2 separate regions of the Drosophila melanogaster genome follow, and region 1 is linked to region 2. Evidence: chromatin contacts called from public Hi-C data. All regions are on one chromosome and are shown on one strand. The core of a region is the stretch at or near the end of the contact, and the rest is flanking DNA. Distances in the headings are between cores, read along the strand shown. Region 1 holds the start of Cdk8 (Cyclin-dependent kinase 8). Region 2 holds the start of lncRNA:CR44526 (long non-coding RNA:CR44526).

The links. Hi-C and Micro-C count contacts between places; a contact is called where the count stands out from the background.
Region 1: a Hi-C map of the Kc167 cell line shows a contact between it and region 2, with 3 times the contacts expected there. A contact is called at or near these places in 3 of 107 Hi-C or Micro-C datasets (the Kc167 cell line and the S2 cell line).

Annotation. Positions count from the first base shown.
Region 1 is chr3L:9,837,150-9,841,877 of dm6, reverse strand. It overlaps Cdk8 (Cyclin-dependent kinase 8), which reads left to right and starts at 3,208. Exons shown (of 2, transcript NM_080487.4): 1 at 3,208-3,403; 2 at 3,466-4,728. The coding sequence starts at 3,273. The coding sequence ends at 4,699. RasGAP1 (Ras GTPase activating protein 1) reads left to right here. Exons shown (of 5, transcript NM_168382.2): 5 at 315-2,785. The coding sequence ends at 1,316.
Region 2 is chr3L:8,691,357-8,696,339 of dm6, reverse strand. lncRNA:CR44526 (long non-coding RNA:CR44526) reads right to left here and starts at 3,637. Exons shown (of 1, transcript NR_124833.1): 1 at 3,149-3,637.

The sequences.
Region 1 (4,728 bases), core at 1,959-4,458, 1.1 Mb before region 2:
GCATTATTATGCAGATGAACTGGCGGAGCTCCGCTTTGCGTACGCTATTGTTATTGCCATTTGAAGGTAGTAAGGCAAAAAAGGGAAATTTCAAAACCTAGAAACCAATGCAGCCGACGCAGAAGAGAATCGTCAACGTGGGTGCGATTTCTTGGCGTTACGTTTTCTTATTTTTTAACGCAGCCAAGATGTGGGAATTGTCTCAGCCAGCGATTTCACTTGGGTGCGATTGTTTTGCAATTGCGCCGCGCACAGAATTTATGTTAATTGCACAAAGATGAGACTAAGATTTACTTTCGCCTCTTCTCCCACAGATTGTGCACAACGATCGCTCGCTGATTGTGCAGACAACGAACTGCGTGGAGGAGCGCGAGTGGTTCGACCTGCTGCACAAGATATGTCTGATGAACTCCATCCGGATGCAGTACTTCCATCCCTCGGCCTTTGTAAGTGGATTCTACAGCTGCTGCGGCCGGTCGGATGAGAATTCACCGGGCTGTAAGAAGGTGTTGGACAAGACGATGGACTACTTCCAGATGGATTTAGTAACGGCGCTGGATCCAGCGCTCGATCTGCAGCGCATCCACACGCTGATCATGTCTAACATGAGTGTGCTGGAGTCACTGCTAGATCCGCTCACCTATCACCAGTCTCTGTCGCAGACGCAACACCAACAGCACAATCCTCTGGTGCCGCTGGCCACCGATCTGCAGAAGCATTCACCACAGGCCTTCGCTGAGTTCAAGCGAACGATTGAGAAGCTGAGAGAGAAGGCCTATGCCATCGATAGAGATCATCGGGACTACAAGCAGGGCATTACGCGGCAACTGAAATACGGCAGCAGACAGGCACCCATTGGCGATGATAACTATTGGCATATGATGCGAGCCGCCGGCCAGTTGAATCAGCAGCATCACCAGCAGCAGCAACATCAGCAGCAACAGCAACAGCAGCAGCAGCAGCAACTTCAGCAGTTCCAGCCGCAGCCAGTGCTGCCGCAAATGCAGAACGTTCGGGCGTATCCTTATCAGCCAGCTACGAGCAACATGAACGCCTACTGTCTGCACAACATGCAGTATCAGCAGCAGAGATTGCCGTTCCATCAGCAGCAACAGCAGCACCATCAGCAGCTCCAGCAACAGCAGTCGCAGTTCCAGCCCCTGCGCAGCCATCAACTGCAGCGCCACAACAACAATTTGAACAACAATAACTGCGGCAATGGATCCTCCTCCAGTCCATCATCGACCACATCAAGTGTGGTGGCCGCACCGCCCAGCACCACATCGTCATCGCAGCCAGCTCCACCGATTTATTAGCGTTCAAGGCTGTGCGTATTCGCTTTGCCGCGGGCCATTATCACGACCAGGTAAAGGAATACGCATCGATGTGGCAAACACAACCCCCTACCGCTCCTACGCAACCAGAGGATGCTGCTGTACAAAACGATTAATTGTGCTAATTTCTAGGCTCTTGTTTTTTTTTGTATCATTTTTACGAGTTTAACGTTGTAAAGGTCTAGACTAAGTTTTTTTAATTAACAGTTTTTATACACCAGATTTTTACGGTACCGCCTACACCAGCTACAACAACACGAGGAGAAAACAAGAGGAACGGAAACGAAATCTAAATATTTATAAGCCTATTTATTTTTTTGTATGTGCTAACATTATTTTTACACGAAAACAAAATACCCAATATGGAAAGAGCATTTCTATACTTGTGTGAGCGCAAAGAGGGCAGAGAACCACTGAAAACTGATAACTTTATAAGCCTAAACTACTAAAAACTCAGAAACTGCTAAGATTTTTTAAAGCCTAGCCTAAGTTAAGTATCGGCGGGATGATGAGTAGCGAAATGAAAATGAAAAGATGTAAATAGCAGATACACGAGTATATATATATCCCACAGTATGTATGTACATGTGTATGATTAACTTCATTATACCAGTTAATTTAGGCGTAGCAAAAATTTCTAAAAAATCAACTAAACTAGGCGTTTTGCCCAGAGGCGACACACGCGAAAAGCAAATAATTCTAACGCAATCTGAACGCGAGAAAAATACTGCGAAAAGCATGAAAAAAACATACATTTACATGTATATTTACTTTATATAACTGTCATACAGCTAATGTTAAACAACACACGATATGTATTCGGCAAATTCTAGAATACAAACAAAAAGCATTGTTAAGAACAAATTTACTTCCATTTTGCATATACAAACACATACGCACGCACACCTATATTTATTAAATGCATTTAATTTCATATTAAACTTAAAACGAAAAACAAGTTAATTGTTACACAAACACGATTTGGTTAGCTTCGACTTACTTCCACCGATTTGTTTCCAAAGCTCTTCCATATTAATTACACATGTAATTTACATCTAGAACTAGAATGTTAAATAATCTAATTTTTGCCATATTTAGTTCAGTGTTCATCAATCGCATTGAAAAGTGTCTTCCTTCGCCGCGTTCAATCATATTGCCTTTTGTTTATGCATTCCAATCCAATAATTTGTGCATTTCTTAATTCTAATATCTGCATAATGTACATAGAGATACGAAACGGAGAAAGAAACACGACGAGATGTTGCTATGAATTTAAATTGTTTGGAGTTTCCAACGTGGTTCATATACATATAATTTCACTTGCATTTTAAGGACACAATTATAGTTTACTTTTACCATGCCTAGCTGATAAGTTGTTGGTACAAAGAATCGAAAATAAAAACATAGATATTTTCCAAGGGAAAAATAAAGCGTATCGCCAATGGATAAATTTTGATTTCGTTTTCTTTTGAGTTTATTATTGATAGAGCTTTCATATTTTATTGTGATAGGATTATACAAGCACCTTGTCAAGTACTATTGGATTACCTATTTTTCTATATAACATCCAATATATATGTATTTGATTTGGTTCAGAATTCAAAAATATTTAGGGGGATTATATTTCTATTTTCTTTCTTTCTTTAGAAACAAGTTTTTTTTTTACGAGGTTGAATGAAATATACAGAAAGTTTTTCTGGCTTTGCTTGTTTGTGGATACAATAGAATTTTTTAAACAGTAAACAAAAAATTAAAAAAAACAAAATTATAAAAAAATGTTTTCTGTTTTAAAAGGCTAGCTATAAAAAAAGCTAGGTATGGCGAGCACTGTTCCCATTTTCCATCCCTGGTTAAGGCTGTGTTATCGTTATCGGGAGACAGCTGATTGGCGGCATCTTCATTTACAAACAATTGTGGAATTTGCAAACTTTTGTAAAAATGGACTACGATTTCAAGATGAAAACGCAGATAGAGCGTACGAAAGTGGAGGACCTATTCAACTACGAGGGCTGTAAGGTGGGACGCGGAACATACGGCCACGTCTACAAGGCGAAATGGAAGGAGACAAGGTGAACTGGTCATCGGGTGCTCTTCAAACAATATAAATAATTATAGTATTCATGTTCTTTAGCGATGGCAAAGAATATGCCTTGAAGCAGATCGACGGCACCGGATTGTCCATGTCCGCCTGCCGCGAGATCGCATTGCTGCGCGAACTGAAGCATCAGAACGTAATTACCCTCATCCGGGTGTTTCTGTCGCACAACGACCGCAAGGTGTTCCTGTTGATCGACTATGCGGAGCACGACCTGTGGCACATCATTAAGTTCCATCGGGCTGCTAAGGCCACCAAAAAGCAGGTTGTGGTTCCCCGCGGTATGGTTAAAAGTCTGCTATATCAGATTCTGGATGGGATTCACTATCTGCACAGTAATTGGGTGCTACATCGTGACCTGAAGCCGGCCAACATCCTGGTGATGGGCGATGGCAACGAGAGGGGCCGCGTAAAAATCGCCGACATGGGTTTCGCGCGGCTCTTCAATGCCCCATTGAAACCGCTGGCAGATCTGGATCCCGTGGTGGTTACCTTTTGGTATCGCGCTCCGGAACTGCTGCTTGGCGCTCGTCACTACACCAAGGCTATCGACATCTGGGCTATTGGCTGTATTTTCGCCGAACTACTCACTTCGGAGCCCATCTTCCATTGCCGCCAGGAGGACATAAAGACCAGTAATCCGTACCATCACGATCAGCTAGACCGCATCTTCAATGTGATGGGCTTTCCGCAGGACAAGGACTGGGAGGATATCAAGAAGATGCCGGAACATCATACGCTGACAAAGGACTTTAAACGCTCCACATACTCCACCTGCTCGCTGGCCAAATACATGGAAAGGCACAAAATAAAGCCAGACAGCAAGGCCTTTCACCTGCTGCAGAAGCTGCTGCTAATGGATCCCAACAAGCGCATCACCTCCGAACAGGCCATGCAGGATCAGTACTTCCAGGAGGAGCCGCAGCCCACGCAGGACGTGTTCGCCGGCTGCCCCATACCGTATCCCAAGCGTGAATTCCTCACCGACGACGACCAGGAAGATAAGTCGGATAATAAGCGACAGCAGCAACAGCAGCAGCAACAACAGCAGCAACAGCAGCAGCAACAGCAGCAGCAACAACAACAGCAGCAGCAGCAGCAGCAAATGAACGCTGAGCCGAATGCAAAGAGAGTTCGATTGTCCGGAGCTGGTAACCAGCAAGATTTTCACCACCAGCAGCAGCAGCAACAGCAGCAGCAGCAACAACAGCAGCAGCAGCAGCAACAGATGATGTTCAATCAGCAGCAGAACTTCCAGCGCTTCAACTGAGAGACTGATACATGCAGCATTTTTTCTAC
Region 2 (4,983 bases), core at 2,388-4,887:
TAATCTGATTCCATGAAGCAGGCGCGTGTCGAGATTAGCTCTTTAACTCTTTATTTTGGCCCACCTCACTGGGTCATAGTGTTGTGCAATTTTCCTCCATAACATTTCCCTTTTCCAGCATAAGTATTTTCTTTTTATTCGCTCACCTTTCTTTTCGTTTCGCTTGCGTAATTCGCGAGTTAAGTGACCCTATTATGTTATGTAAGCATTTCATTGACTTTGGATCGAAATTCCGACTGAGTTGACATTGTGTATTTTTCGATTTTCTTTTATGCCTTTATTTGTTGTGACTTGAGAACTTATTGATCTGAAATAAAACAAAAAGGGAGCTTTCACCCTACGCCGGTCTTAAACGGCACAAAAAACAAAAAGAAATTGATATCATTGCTCAGACAAAATTTTAAAAATCATTACAGTATTTAAAATTATAATTAATTACTATGTATTACTGCCAATTTGTATTAATATTCCATTACAGAATAACCTGATGTAATAGAAATTAGACTTGTCGTAACACTCATAGTGGTTATTCCGAATTAATTGCTACTATACAATAACTATATTTATAATATAATCCGTGACTTGACCACAGCCAATTACCGAGTAATTAAAACAAGTAATGTTTGAAAAATCTGTGGTTAAAACCGCTTCTATTAAAGTATACCTAAATGATATAAATAAATATTGCTCTTCTGGGCCAACAAATAAAATTCACAGGTAAGTGCTTGGAAGTTCGTCATAATTCGGTTATCCCCAACTGAAAGCGCCTCTTCAGGTTTCACGAACTTTTTAACGAATTCGGTTCAATAATACCTTTACGTAAAACCATGGTAAAAAAAAAAGGAAAACACAAGCGTGACGTTTACACGCGCCCATTTAAGCCGAAAAAAATACGGCCCAGAAGGAATTCGACAGCCAAGAAAAATGAGAAGCTTCTTACGCAACATTCTGCACTGACCATTTGACAATAAACAAAAAAATACAAACAACAACAAAAAACTGTTGATACTGAAGATTTGTGGCGACACGCAGATCATACACAGCACGCGTTTGCGAAACTCTGAAAATGGGTAAATAAAGACACTCGAAGTTGTGGACTTTTGGCAGTGAGCGTAAACTGAGCCATAATTACCAAAACGTGCCACAATTCGCTGCTTGCTAACTTCCAAGAATTCGACAGTTTGGATTCCAAGCGTGTGTCGTTCACTGCTAATCGAACTTTAGTTGGTCCAATCAATAACTCTATAAATGCACAGAGCAAAGTATCTCAAGTGATGATCAATTAGATAACTTGATGATAAATACCAAGAGTGTTTTAAGAGAAGAAAGGTAGAATAAAATTGAAATTATTAATAATATTAATAATAAATATTAATAATATATTATATATATTTTATCATATTACGATGTGCACAAAAGCAATGCTCATGAGCTTCAATGAGCTAATAAAGTGGAACACACACGCGTTAAACTATTTACATGCTCTTGATTTATGAGGCATGTTATCTGCTCTTGAAGTTAATTCTGTGGGGAAAAACCAGCACGACTCGGCTCCAAAGCTCCGAACTGTTGGTCATATCCACTCCCGATCCCATTCCAAACGCCATTCCAATCCCCAATGGCAGTGGCACCTGTTGAAGGCTCACCTGCATTATCATAATCGAGTATCGCACGATGGCGGCATTTCTAACATCAATCAAACGCCCACAACAGGCACTATGCCATTCCATGTGGCTAATTGACAGAACGTCAGCTGCAAATTAAGTGTCGGAAAATAGCAATTACAGTAGATAGTCTTCTTTAAAAAAAAATGTATTTATATATACATATTTATTTGCTCTACACTGCAGACCAATATTTTAGAAATATTTCAGCTTTTGCATTGATCAGATTTTTATACCACCATACATACAAAACTCTTTATTGTGGAAAAATTATGTTTTATGAATAGGCCAAGAACAAAAAATTCCACTTTAAAATTCCTTTCAAAATCTATGATTTAGCGAAAGAAATAAAAGATAAGATCTGATCGAATTGTTAAACTTTCGATGCAAATCTGGCCTAGGAAACTGCACCCAAATCGGCCAATCGTTCTGAATAGAAGCCAGACTGTGGCCCCATTATCCATATATCCACATGTCAGTAGACTACACTATATATATATACGAAGTGTGCTGGGAATGTCGCCGCAAATTCCACGAAGTGGAATACAATCAAATGATATATAAATTATATGGAAAAAAATACAATAAACCACAACGAAGCGTGTGAATTCAGCTGCAGTCGCGTGGTCTATGACAGGCTTATGACAAAAGCGCGGCGCGTGTGGCTCAAAGTGGCTCAGAGTTGTTGCTCGGCGGTTCAGTGGCTCAGTGGCTCAGTTGCTCAGTTGGCTTAGAGTGGCTTAGAGTGGGGCCCGTCTGTGGCCCCCTATCCCCCCACCCTCCCCTGTCGAGCGTAGCCACCATTTGGCGTCTCCAACGGCATCTCCGACTGGTTTTTGTCTCAGGCGATATTTGCTTTATTTTCCTACCTTTATTTATGATTATTTTTAACTCTTATTTCTTTTTTTTTGTGTTGTTTTTGCCTTGGCTTTGGCAAACACACGCTTGTTGGCTAATTTTTCTTGTGGCTTGCTTTCTTTTTTTGCGGCGGGGGAATTCCAGAAACGTTCGCGATGCGGTCTGGTCCCCCTTTTTGGCCCCTTGGTGGTTAACATTTTAATGCCAAACGGCCAGACAAGCGACGACGGATGGCACAGACTCGACACGCTGCAAATTCTAATTAATGACAGTTTTAGACATTTTTGAGCTAGACGGCGCCAAAGACAAAGCCAGCAAAAACCAAAAAAAAAAAAAAAAATAAAAAACACTAAGCTCGACTCGAAAGAGCAGCATCTAAAAAATATCGATTTTGAATGTATGAGGTGTCTGTGTAGATTCGAGACCCCAGGGCATGTCTGGCCAAAAAGCTGATGAAAGAGGCAACGGATCGTATCGGATGATCGTGTTATATAAAGAAGGGATTTTCTAATGGCCAAGAAGAACTAATGATCGATCGGTGGACTCTCAGCTTGTGTGGCTTAGTATTGCAAGTTGAGCGATGTTTTAATTTTGTATCTTTCAAATCCATCAAAAACAAATCACTTAAAGTCGTCGGACTTATAATTATTATATATATGTAAGTTCTTGCTAGGGGAAATATTCAATGATTATTTAGTTACATGATATCATTAATAATCTGGACCAAAGGCTTTTGGAAAATATTATCATAAAGTTCCGTGTTGTAATCCAATCGTAATCCAAGTCAGTTCCGCAATGCAATCGAAGTCAATATCATAGCATTGCTCAGTGGGATTTCGAGATTCCCAGAAATCCAACTAAGTCGTCCGACATCCTGTAATCTGTGATCCGCATGAGTGCCAGTCATCGAATCGAAATCTAATGGAAATCAATGGCGACTGGTGACTCACAGCCCGTTGGACTTTAAGGTGGGTGGCCGGTGGGAGCGTCGGGAGGTGGGCCGCTTGGCAAGGTCGTTGCGTCAGCGTTCCACGATGACGTCGGTCTTCGCACTTTGCTCCGCCGGGTGATTGCATGTGCCAGCCGGAGACTCGGCAGCTGTCTGTGACAGGTTCCCGATCTGGTTGCCGTTCCAGCGCTTTCGACGGGTAACCACATTGCCCGGCTGATAAGCTGTTTACGACGACCGACGTCTTGGGCCTCGGCAGACAATCAGTCATATATTACTTTATATATTTATGTGTGTGCATGTGTGGCACGGCATGCCGGCGTCTTATCAGAGTGTTCACTGTGCGAGGAGGCTAATGGTGAAATTAACGACGGGGCTCGTGCTTCGCATTGCAGCGCACGTAGACGCCTTCGAACTGTGCACTGAAAAAAACTGTTAGGTTCTTGCTTTAAGATACGAAAATACATTTTACCATGTGTTGAAAATAAGTAAATATACAATCAATAAGTTTACAGTATATATTCAAAGTTTTTAAAGTACTGGGTATAGACAAGTAAATAATAAGAATCTACGGTCTTAATAAATGTAAATCAATTATATTGATTTAAAATATATTATTATTTACTTGGTTAAAGATATTGTAAAACCTGTTTGAGATTAAAAAAAATAGCATTTATTATAAGAAATTTATTTACATAAAACGAACCGACTCACAATATATAAAAGGGGGAACTCCCTTCTTTGCGTTTCTTATTACTCATTGCTGGAAAAACTATATTAGAAGACCTGTCTCAATCATATATCACTATGATAAGCGTAAAGCTCATTCTAAATTTGCTCAGTGTATTTCTTACACCCCGTCAAGGAGTACGTGGTGCGGTGCATGGGATCCGCGGTCGGATGGTCTGGCCTTATCTGGCTGCCCGGGCCGACTTTAGTCAGCAACTAAGGGCTAGGCCAACACTTGTGCTTTCAATGTTTGTATGTGGGTCACATCGTTTCGACTTTCGATTAAAGACTTTGACGTCAGCAGCTGGCTGCCGGAACTCGAGCTGGAATCAGCGTACAGAGATCGTACGATGCATGCAATCAGCATGATTCGTCTGGGCAATGGTACACCCACCCCATCCGATATCCCTTACAGTCTAACGGTCGCAAATCTAATCGCGTTAAACTATAAAGAATTTCCTTTTTTTGGGGCTCGACTCATTTCCGGATGGTGATACCTTGCTATATCCCCATAACACCCATAGCACCATATTCCACGTTCCAGGTTGAATGTGAGTGCTAAAATTAAAATCTTACCACGATACTAGCCTATCAATTACTATCGCTAATGCGATGACCTTATATGGAGCATTTTTAGTTTTGCGGAAACACTTAATGGGCTTATCAAGGGAAATGTGTAATTGATGGTTTGCTGAGCAATTGTAAAACTAATAAAGGAAATGCCTCATGGTCAAGTGAATAGATAAAATGTAGGCCTTTTCATGACTTTGTGCTAAAAATATA